3 separate regions of the Mus musculus genome follow, and all the other regions are linked to region 1. The links are chromatin contacts, called in public Hi-C maps. All regions are on one chromosome and are shown on one strand. The core of a region is the stretch at or near the end of the contact, and the rest is flanking DNA. Distances in the headings are between cores, read along the strand shown.

Region 1 (3,775 bases), core at 581-3,080:
GGGAGGCAGAGGCAGGCGAATTTCTGAGTTCAAGGCCAGCCTGGTCTACAGAGTGAGTTCCAGGACAGCCAGGGCTACACAGAGAAACCCTGTCTCGAAAAACCAAAAATAAAAAAAACAATAAAAAAAAAAAAAAAACAAGCCTACTTTGATAGGCACGGTCCATTTTTCACAGTCAACTGACTCAGTAGCCATTAAGCAATTTTTCAGTGTTCTCATTCATCCTGTACTAGTGTTGCGTGCAACTGACAGTTTAAAGATAAACACACTTATTGGGCCGCAGTCCTACTCTGGGGAGAGGCTGTCTGGTCTCCACTACCTTGGTGGGCGGAGTGTATGGAGAACTCACCTGCTAGCAGCAGGAGAAAGGCACAGGTGATTTCCTCCATATCAGGACCCAGGGTGAGACTGCAGGCTGCTGGGTGAGATGCAGAGTAGAAGTGGTGGCTTGGGTCTGTGATCTGTGACCTGCCACAGCTCACCCCATTAGTAAGAGGCAGAACTGGTGTGAAAATTAGACATATGAATCCCACATAGGCAAGCGCTGACCTTAAGGAAACGATCGCTTTCCACTTCCCCATACAGATGGTACTAGTGATTACCCGGGTATGTGGATTGCTTAATTCTAGTTACGTGTTCAGAAACAGAACACCCTGGAGTGACCACGTAGGCTTTGCGATCATCTCTTTCACAGAAGGTAGGAATCCACGAAGATAAAACCAAATGCTCCAAGTGAGGTAGGTGTCTGTTCTACGAAGGAGCTAGGCTTTCCCAACCAGGTGTCCAGGCCCTGCCTCTTCCACTTGAAAAGATCTGGGCCTGGAGTAATCCGGTTGAGTCGTAGATTATCTCAGAATTCAACAACAGGGCTGGAGGGTGCAGTTCCAGCCTCCTCTTCTAGAGCCAGGAACTCTGCTCCAAGCAGCCCCAGATCTACTCAGAGCATAGGTACCTGCTAGAAAGGTCTGCTGGTGTGAGAGACATAGCCCCTTTCTCCTGTGAGTAGGTCCTACCCAGGGCCTCATTTACATTGCTTGTGACACCCCTTGTGCAGCTGAGTTTTAGAGAGAAAAAGCCCCAGCCTTTCTTTCTGTATAATGGTAGCTATAGGCTAGTGCCAAGGGTTCAGTTTTGAAGCCTCGGTTACTGTCTACTATACTTAGCTCTGATCTGCTAATGAGATCACAGATCCAGCACCTACTGGCTGGGCTCAGTCTTCTCACATCCACTTACCAGGTGTGTGACTTAGCAGGTAATATCTCTGTGTTTCAGTGTCCTGAAAATTATAACAACCTTGTAAATTATGCAGATGAAATTAAGGGAGCTATGTATGATATGTAAATCCTAAAATATAGACCTAGCCCTGAAAACCTGCTACAGTATATATAAACCACATGGGCTTTTTGCCTTAAGATGGAAAAATGGATTAAAAATCTCCTGGACATGGGAGTTTATAATCTACCAGTCTCTGAAGCTGGTTTTCTTTTGTCCTTCATCAGTTTCTCCTACCCCTTCACACAAAGCCACAGCTCCTGGATTGTCTCATTTTCATTTTACTTCTGCTTCTGTTAAAGGTTGGCCCTTACTTCCCCTAGTCCTGAACTCGCTGCTACACAGTCTTAAAATCAGAACTCTCAAGGCCGGGAGAGGCCATCTCTGTTCTCACAATCCCCAAATAGTTGTTCACTTCTCAGAGTCTTGGAGGCATCCCCTCCCCCTTCCTCAGATGGTCTTTCTGCCACCCCTTCTAAGGAGCACACTTAAGTCCCAGCAAACATCTACTCACCCGGGAGATGACTCGAGCCAGGGGAGTGGTGCAGAGAGGAAGTCTGAGGAGAGCCTAGGTGGGTTCTGCTCTTTAAACCCAGGGGCTCCGCCCTGGGCCACACACCAGCAGTCTGGAGGGAACTGGTCCTACCTCTTATGCTCCCGTAGGCAGCCCTCCCCACCTGCTCTTAAGGCCATAGCTCACTTACCACACCCAGGGTAGAGCCAGTGCTGGGTCCTGGCTCCTTCAAGCTAAGGAATGAGGGAGAGACGGGAAAACTGAGACTACTGGATTTCAGTCCATGCTCCAGAGGAAAAGGGGGCCTCCTCAGTCTACCTAGGTCTTACGAGAAAGCTCCAGGTTTGGAAGGATGGCTTGGAAGGTAAAAGTACTTGTTACCACAACTGACAAGCTGAATCTGAGCCCAGAAACCACAGGGTAGAACGAAAGCTGACTCAGAAGTTATCTCTGATCTCTCTCTCTCTCTCTCTCACACACACATACACACACACACACACACACACACACACACACACACACACTAAAGGCCGCAGGGGTTCAGCCTCCTGGCTTGTGCTGTGTGGAATACCTTGGAGACAGTGAAGTAGATAATAGAGACTGGCAGTCGCACTGTTTTTATTTGAACTCGGTGTTCAGAGAGACGGGGCTGGGTCTGACAGGGAACCATTGGTTCACTTTACCACCTTCTTGCTAAACCTAGACACCCTGTGACTTGAGGAACCTACTTCAGGTGGAATAGGACACTGTCCCAGTCCAGGTAGACTTTTGCCTGCCTCCCACAGAGGGAGGGACATTGCCAGGGACAGGATAGCCTGCTTTGTCCGATGCTGGCCCAAACCATCCTACCATGGACCTTTGGATGATCCTCGAATCTCTTCTCTTTCCCAAGTGAGGGAGACTTGTCCCTGTCTAGAGGTCACTGAAGAAGAGTTGAGGTTGTCTGTCTTAGATAGGTGGGAAAGGGCTGTGAAAGGATTCAACAGTTACTTTCTTTTTAATTTTGTAATTGTGATGTTCTGCCTGCCTTTGCCTCCTGAGTGCTGGGATTAAAGATGTGTAATCGTACCCAGCCCTCAACCAGTTTTCTTACACTACCCGGGACCACCTGGCCAGGGGTGATGTCACCCCGGGTGAGCTAGACCCTACCGAATTGACTATTAATCAAGAAAATGCCTTGCAGATTTGTCTAGAAGTCAATTTTTTTTTTAAGATAGGGTTTCTCTGTATAGCCCTGGCTGTCCTGGAACTCACTCTATAGATCAGGCTGGCCTTGAACTCAGAAATCTGCCTGCCTCTGCCTCCCAAGTGCTGGGATTAAAGAAGTGCGCCACCACTACCCGGCTTAGAAGTCAATTTTATGGTGGCATTTTCTCCATTTCTCCTCAGATATGGAGTCATTTTCTCAATTAAGATTCCCTTTTCCCAGATTTGTCTAGGTTTATGTCAATTTGACAAAAATCAATCGGCACACTTCTCTTAATTACTATATTTTTCAGTCACATCCATTTCCCCTCAAATTTCACTTTTTCTTAAAGCTGAGTAAAATTCCATTGTGTATGTGTCTCCCGTCTCCACTGTCCACTGATCAGCTGCTGGCCTTCCTGGTGGGTTCTATTTCCTAGCTATTGTGAATACAGCGGCAACCGGGCAACAAACATGTCTGTGCAGGTTTCTCTGTAAATATGGGCTGCTTTGGCAGTATTCTGAGGAACGATAGAACAGAACATATGGTAGGTTTATTTTCAGCTTTTGGAGAAAGCGCCACGGTGACTTTCATAATGGCTGCACTGAATTGCATTCCCCCACCCAGAATGAGTAACGTTTCCCTGTTTCCCACATCCTTGCCAATATTTGCTGTCATTTGTTTTGAAGATCTATTTTTGTGTACAAGTTTGATTGGTCTCCATGTACGTACGTGTGCACATGGGTGCTCATAGCAGTCAGAAGAGAGCATGAGGTCCCTTGGAACTGGAGCTACGGATGGTG
Region 2 (3,775 bases), core at 447-2,946, 230 kb after region 1:
AAGTGTGGGCTGCCATCTTTAAGTAGTTTGGGATACACCAGTCCACAACCTCAGATAGGGCTACCTGTAGTGGAGTTCCTGAGCCCCCTCTGCAGGCAGGTAAACATCAGGATGTCTTGCCTGACCCCTGTCTTCCAGCAGTCTTAGGAGAGGAGAGGAGGGGTGTGGAAGAGGGGCTGGAAGTGGTCCATGACTGCCCCATCTCCCAGCCAACTCCTACACACACCACTGTGGTTGGCAGAACTGCTGCCTGGGCCCAGCCATTTGCTGAATGAATAGCTGCTGACCTCTTAGCCTGGGCTCATCATGGATGACTAACATTGTAAACAGCAGTGTCCCCTAGCCAAGCTGCTGAGACAAGACATCATGGCCCAACTTCCCCACCCCAGGATGGCAACGGCCTCACTTACACATCACTTTGAGTAGTATAGATGTGATCGAAAAGGGACTCAATTGCCATCCACTTGACGGGAATCCGGCCCTAGAGGTAGTGAACGAAGGCATTAGTATGGCTCTAAGCTCTGTAACCAAAGTAGTCAGCTATGGCTCGTGAGTCCTATAACCAAAGTAGCCATGCCCTTTAGCCTAGCTCTGGAGAGACTATGGCTCTTGAGTCCTATAACCAAGGTAGCCATGCCCTTTAGCCTAGCTCTGGAGAGACTATGGCTCTTGAGTCCTATAACCAAGGTAGCCATGCCCTTTAGCCTAGCTCTGGAGAGACTATGGCTCTTGAGTCCTATAACCAAGGTAGCCATACCCTTTAGCCTAGCTCTGGAGAGAACATAGGATACTATGTCCCAGGGACAGACCAACTGTGCACACTCTTGAAGGGGCCACAGCTCCAGCCTGACCCTTTGGTTTTGTCAAAATTCTACTGGGAATCAAGAAAACTGCCCACAGCCACAAAGGACAGACAACCTCTCACACACCACAGCCCTGCAAAAAAAAAAAAAAAAAAAAAGCAACCCAAGAAATCCACCTGTGGGAGGGTTGCTAGGGCTCTGAGGCATCCTGGGTAAGGCAGAACAGTGCCCACCAGCACAGAGCCAAGAACTTGTCCTGCAAGCTAAGTGTCTTGCTAGTATCCCACTTGGGAAACCAACACCAAGCTTCCACCCTGTAAACTTCGCCATCAGCAAGGCTCCTCTGAGAAACCTTGAGGGAAGAAAACAACTGTGCACCAAAGCTGGATTCTCCCTCTCTCTGGGTTCTCCCAGCATCTCAGACTGAGCAGCGCCGCCCCCCCCCACCCCCCCACCCCCGGCGGCAGAGCTAGTCTCTGTGCTAACAAATCCTTTTCAACAACAGGAATGAAGAGCTCGATGAAGAGGTCTTAAGAATGTATCCTTTTTAGAAGCACACACTCACGGTCACTTCTATTGAACATGCTTCCTCGTGCTTATACCCTTCACGATGTACAACTGGGCTCCTGACAGCACTGTCTGTGGAGCCTGCGGCTTGTGCTCTTGGAGGCTGTCAGAGCCCCTGAAAGCCATACCTGTACACCACCACTGTGACAGCAAGCCTCCCTGGAAGATATGTATGTGCATGAGCGCGCGCGCGTGTGTGTGTGTGTGTGTGTGTGTGTGTGTGTGTGTGTGTGTGTTTGTGTGTGTGAGAGACTGTGTAGGAGGCCCTCTCATATCCTCTCTACCGTGTGACACAGCAGCCCCTTCCACTTCCTTTCTGCAGTTCTGAGATCTGCTATTACCACAGAAACCCCAAAACACTGTGCTCGCAGCCTGTGGTGACACACAAGGAGGACCTACGAGCCTCACCATGAAGCCAAAGCAGATAAAAGCTGGGTGTGTGCTGCCGGGAAACCACATCACCAGGACCCCCTAGCACTCCCAGGAAACTCTTCCTGCCTGTGTTGTCACATGGAAGCTTCAGGAGAGCAGATGCCAGGTGACAAGGCAAGGCGGTTACCATGGGAACAAGTCATCGTCAGTGAATCGGATGGCCACATGATGCTTGGACTTGGAGAAATTCTCAAGACCCATGACATGCATCTCCTCGCCCAGTTTTACCCAGAGACCCCAGTGAGACTCCTACATAAAGCTACAGCGCATCATTGTCCCATTACTTCCATTTTAACTTCCTAGGTGCAAAAGAGCAGTTACACAGTGAACGGAGGCCTTATTTTATGGAACCAAGAGGAATTGTGGAAAGGCACCTAGTTCTGAGGAATTGGGAGATCTTAGAAAGTGACTAAAAGCACCAGGTACCTCAGGAAGATCACATACAAAAAAAGTTTGACTGGGGTTCTGGGGACCCAGAATGGGAGTAGATTTCTCCTCCTCCAGTCATTCTAAGGGTGCCACCCACCCAATTAGCATAGCTGCCGAGCCCACGCCCCCTCCTACAAACTCGCTAGGACACTCATGGCCAGGTACCTTGCTTTTCTTCACATAGGAATCTTCCTCATAAACATCTCGGGACAGCCCAAAGTCGGAAATCTTCATCTTCCGTCCCTCAGCCACCAAGATGTTCCTGGCAGCTAAGTCCCGATGTACAAGCTGTAGAAAGAAAGCAGCAAGAACCCTCAGACCAGCCTTGGTGGGCAGGGGCTGGGCTGGGCTGGGCTGGGCACCAGGGGCACACAGCGTCTGTGGCTCTCACCTTCATTTCTGCCAAGTACTGCATACCCCTCGAGATCTGCCAGGCGAAGGAGATGAGGTCACCCATGGTCAGTACCCTTTCATCTGGGTGGTCCAGCGAGCTGGAGTTGCGGCTGCCTCCACCGCTCACATAGGCAGGCCCAATCTTGCGGCTGTCACGGAGGAATCCCCGCAGGGAGCCATACTTGGCATACTCCACAATGAGAAGAAGTGGCCCTGGGGACAGAGAGAGTCAAGGAGTCGGGCCCAGTCTCGGTATGGGTGGCTGCAGGCTCTGTCACTTCACGAGCAACTGGGCGGGCACAGACCTGCTCTGGATCTATGGATCATAAAGTTATGGCAGGCCAACTCACTCTTGGCCTACATTGACCACGGGGACATTAGCTCCCTTCAAGGTACAGGAAGACCGTCCCCATGGTTGCCCATGTTCCCAGCCCTACCCTGTGAGCTATCATGCCCTGTACTAGGACTTAATACCTTTTCCCATCCTTGACTCTGTAAGTGGGAGAGGGAAAAGCAATGGAGGCAGGAAGGCCTGTGCAAATCTCACAACTCAGACTTGGCCCTAGCCTAGCTCGGCGACAGCCTATCTTATAGCACATACACCGGCACACACACGTGTCAAACTCCTCTGGCAAAACAGAGGGGAGGTATGAAAAGCTAACAGAAGGTGACAGTGCACCTCCCCTGCAGGGCTGGTGTTGGGCTCACCGGTGGGAAACAGTACACTTGTTACTCTGTAGGTTCCCAAGAAGCACTGTTCCGTCCTCGAGTTCCCTGTATTGGGTGCTAACGCTACAAACCCGTGCTCAGCAGGCCCAAGGAGTGCTCAGCTAGCAGACAGAGATACTCAGCAGAGTAAGAGTGGAGCCAGAAGCCCAGCTCCCAGAAAGGAGAAGTAAGCAGAGTGGGAAAGGAGAGCCGAGGGCAGAAGAGAGACCCCAGCCCTGTGCTGGCAGCTGCCCACCCGCCCGCCCACCCTATCATCTGGTTAGCCTTACCATCCTGGCTGCAGGCCCCATACAACTTGATGACATGTGGATGGTTGACTTGTTTCAGAAGGTTGAACTCAGACAGCAGGTCTCGTAACTCACTCTGGGAGGCGTTTTCTGAAACACAGCACAGAGAAGACTGTGTTTGCCATAGCCCTTTGG
Region 3 (3,775 bases), core at 365-2,864, 160 kb after region 1:
GTGCTTTCTAAGGATTGCATGGGTTGTTTGGGATTCTTCTGTGTTTTCACAGGCGTTTTAGGATTTTTTTTTAAATCATTCTGTGAAGAATCCTGTTGACATTTTGATGAGGACATGTTACATCTGGACTCGCTTTTCGTAATACAGCCATTTTAATGGTATTAATTCTGCCAATATATGAGCGTGGGAGGCCTTGCTGTCTGCCGTGTCTTTTTCAATATCTTTCTTCAGTATCTTCCAGTTTTTATTTGGAGGACTTCCACCCTCTTATTAGGGTTATTCCTACATTTTTCTTTTCAACTATTCGAATAGGACAACCCCCCAAATGGTTCTCAGCCTGTGGGTTGCAACTCCTTGGGGGTTGAATGTCCCCTTTCCAGGGGTCACCTAAGCACAAAGTTACAGCTATGAAGTAGCAATGAAATCGTTTTATGGTTGGGGTCACCACAGCCTGAGGAACTGTATGAAAGGGTTGCAGCGTTAGGAAGGCTGAGAACCGCTGCCTTAAATGCTTTCTCTGAAGCTTTCTCATCGCCATGATAGAAAAGTGGTGGCTCTTGGTAGAGAAATGTTGTGTTTTACCATTTTGCTGAGAGTTTTCAGTTTGTGTTTTTATGCGTTGTTTCTCTGTGGTTTTTGTGTGTGTGTGTGTGTGTGTGTGTGTGTGTGTGTGTGTGTGTGTGTGTTTTCTCATTAAAAATTGTTTTCTTGTTGCGGTTGTTTGTTCGCTTGCCTGTTTTCTAAAGAGAGAAAGAGAAAAAAAGGCCATGGAGTTGAGTGGCTGAGAGGTGGGAAGGGTCTTTGAGGAGCTGAGGGAGGAGAAACTTATCAGAATATATTGTATGATTTTTTTCAAAAAAATAGAGAGAAAAATGATAGTTCTAAGACTTTTCTGGTGGAGTTTTTAGGGTCTTTGTTTGAGTGTGTGTATTGTTCTCTCGATCTCCATTTTATTAATTTCTCCCCTGATCTATCTATCTATCTATCTATCTATCTATCTATCTATCTATCTATCTATCTTCCTTCCCTGCTTCCTTCCTTCCTTGTTTCCTTGCTTCCTTGCTTCCTTCCTTCCTTCGTCTCTTTCTTTTGCTATCTATTGCTTTTGGGTTTGGATTTTCTTATTTTTCTAAGACTTTGAAGTGTTTCGCTGGGTGAGATGAGATCTTTCTAATTTCTTGTTCATTTATTTTAATACAAGCCTCATATATTTCAGGCTGGTCTCCAGTTTGCTGTGCACCTGAGATCCTTGAGACCCTGGCCTACGCCATTGCCCGGTGACTTTATTAGACAAGTGTTTGAGGTCTGCTGGGGCGGTCTTTACCTTACAGCTTCCTTTCTTTGCATACCAGAGGCCTCTGCTGGCCACACTTAAGGTTGCAGTCTATAAACTGAACAGGTTTTCTCACCTTCCTCAGATGGTCCCCCCAGGGGCTACTAATGTCTTAGCTTTGGGGGTGTGGCCCCTGAGTGTGTGGGAATCAATGAGAGGCTGGGATCATTTCAGGCAGAGGGCTTGTGTTCTTGCTTTCAAGCACTGTTGGGCATTAGTCACCCTGCTGAAGGAAGGAAGCTGTGGTGTATCAAGTCTATTCATGGAACCTGAGTGACTCTTCAGCAGTGACAGGTAGGTGGCTCCAGAGAGAGGTTGATCCACTGGCTGGCCTTAGGCTCAGCATTATGCAACTCATGATGATTGGCAGCGGGTGAGATCAGGTCCTAGCCAGCCAAGAGAGCTAGCTACCCTTTCCCTGTGGATCTCTCTACCTGCCTGAGCTGAGCCTGCTGCTCTCTGTGCCCTTGTGATTGTCATTGTCTGGATGGATGCTCTGTTCTCCACAACTCCCTCTGAGTTCTGGTTGTCCTTCCTGACCTCAAGTCCCCAGAGTAGCTCAGTTTTTACAAAATAAATGTTTATTAATTTTTTTCCAAATTACGTAAAATATATTTTGATTGCATTCACACCCAACTCTTCCACCTAACTTCTCTAAGATCAGTCCTTATACCTTCCTGCTCCACTTTAAATTTATATCCTTTTATTTCTAAGTTTAATAACCCATTGATTCCAGATATCCTTTCTATGAACTTCTGGGAATTGGGGTCACCTACTGAGGTATGGTCCATCTACTAGGAGCCACAGCCTTAAAGAAAACGGACTTTCCAACCCCAGAAGCTATCGACTGTTCTTAGCTCCTCAGCTAGGGTTGGGGCCTCATGAATTCCTTCCTATCCCATGCTAGAATGGTAACTGTGCAGGCAACTACAGCTGTTTAAGTTCACAAGTGCAGAGGGAGGGCCTGTCATGTCCAGAAGACACTGTTTTTGCTCCAGTGACCCCTAACACCTGGCTCTTTCTTACAGTCTTTCCACTCCTTCCATGTTGTCCCCTAAGCCTTGGGGGTGGTTATAAAGATTTCCTGCTTATGCTCTGCCCTTTGGCCAGTCGTGTGTTTCTGCATTAGCCACCATTAACTGCACAAAGAAATTTTTCTAATGGAATTTGCACTAATCTATGTGTAGAAAGATACAAATTTAGAGGGCAGTTTGATACTACATCTATTTAGCAAAATAATAGTATTAATTTCACCCTTGGGTCTGGTGGGCTCCCCAACAAAAGGTTCTTGACCAGATTTTCAGTACCAGGCATCCTGTATTTCCTCCTGTGGAACAGGCCTTAAACCCAATTGGAAAGTCGAATGTTATCCCCACAACATTTATATATAAGTATATATATATATATATGCATACATGTATATGTGTATATGTGTGTATGTGTATATGTATATACGTGTATGTATATATATATATACATACATATACACACATACATACATACATACATACATACATACATACATACATACATACATATGTGTTTTATTCTTAAATTATAGCATGTGGTCTGGATGGTGCAGCAATGCCTGTCTCACAATGGAGAGGGCAAGAATATGGTGGTTATTCAGTCCACGTGGCTGGATGTCTCAGCGGTTGAGATTGGAGTCCTAAGGAAGTTGGTTCTAATACTGATGAAAGAACGCCATAGCAACAAACGAATGGACTTGCTAACAAGAGTGAGGCCTAGCAGGCAAAGAGCAAAGTTTCCTTCTTCCATATGCTTTCATGTAGGCTGCCACCAGAAGTTGTGACCCAGATTTATTGTGGATCTTCTTGTTCCAAATAATCAGAATAATCAAATTCCTCCCAGGAGTGCCCACCTTAAGTTTTAGTGAATCCTAGATGCAATAAAACTGACAACTATGATTATCTACCACAGTGACCCTGGACATATTTTGCCACACTGGTGGCTATTTAGGCAGCTTATAAAATACAGGTTTCCACGTGGCTCGTTCAAGTATCCTTAGAAGTGACTTTTCCTTTCCTCACCCACCCACTCCTGCCACTCCCCTCTCCATGTAAAACTCTCCCCCATTCTTTCCATTTCCTCCTTCATATTACCTGTTATATCCACTCTCATTTACGATCTCTCTAACCTCTCTCCACCGATGGTCCCTTTGTAGTTCTACAGATTTTACAGGTACTCAAAATTAAACACACACAGACACTAAAGTTTCAACATTAAGAGCCACATGTTAGTGAGAACATGTTTGTCTTTCTTCTTCTGTGTTGGCTCACTCAGTATGTTTTCCAGATTCATCCATTTACCTGAAAATTCCTCAATTTCACTTTTTCTTTATGGTCAAATGAAATTCTATTGTATATAGGTACTACATTGAGTGAAATTTTATTGTATATAGGTACCACTGTATAGAGGCTC

What was found. Hi-C and Micro-C count contacts between places; a contact is called where the count stands out from the background.
Region 2: a contact with region 1 is called in a Hi-C map of CD8 T cells, with 4 times the contacts expected there. The contact joins the enhancer-like site here to the promoter of Fxyd4 in region 1. A contact is called at or near these places in 3 of 39 promoter capture datasets (the 3T3-L1 cell line and 3T3-L1-derived adipocytes), 6 of 484 Hi-C or Micro-C datasets (the Ba/F3 cell line, CD8 T cells, the N1E-115 cell line and 3 more), 2 of 115 datasets of contacts at active chromatin or transcription factors (embryonic stem cells and memory CD8 T cells) and 1 of 9 other capture datasets (liver).
Region 3: a contact with region 1 is called in a Hi-C map of cerebral cortex, with 4 times the contacts expected there. The contact joins the enhancer-like site here to the promoter of Fxyd4 in region 1. A contact is called at or near these places in 4 of 39 promoter capture datasets (the 3T3-L1 cell line, 3T3-L1-derived adipocytes and trophoblast stem cells), 27 of 484 Hi-C or Micro-C datasets (the AML12 cell line, the G1E-ER4 cell line, the N1E-115 cell line and 17 more) and 1 of 9 other capture datasets (pancreatic islet).

What each region holds. Positions count from the first base shown.
Region 1 is chr6:117,935,505-117,939,279 of GRCm38.p6, forward strand. It overlaps Fxyd4 (FXYD domain-containing ion transport regulator 4), which reads right to left and starts at 1,831. Exons shown (of 9, transcript NM_033648.1): 1 at 1,787-1,831; 2 at 1,234-1,276; 3 at 350-418. The coding sequence starts at 389.
Region 2 is chr6:118,165,500-118,169,274 of GRCm38.p6, forward strand. Ret (ret proto-oncogene) reads right to left here. Exons shown (of 19, transcript NM_001080780.1): 13 at 3,623-3,730; 14 at 2,623-2,837; 15 at 2,397-2,519; 16 at 411-481. Among named protein-coding and RNA genes, the nearest start is that of Csgalnact2, 28 kb to the left of the region's middle. Within about 2 kb of position 1,697, at least 70 of the 459 cell types and tissues checked have an H3K27ac peak or open chromatin away from gene starts, as enhancers often do. A contact at or near this core is called in CD8 T cells and memory CD8 T cells, where this site is marked.
Region 3 is chr6:118,098,032-118,101,806 of GRCm38.p6, forward strand. No RefSeq gene overlaps it. Among named protein-coding and RNA genes, the nearest start is that of Gm23908, 12 kb to the right of the region's middle. Within about 2 kb of position 1,615, at least 12 of the 459 cell types and tissues checked have an H3K27ac peak or open chromatin away from gene starts, as enhancers often do. A contact at or near this core is called in cerebellar granule neurons, cerebellum and cerebral cortex, where this site is marked.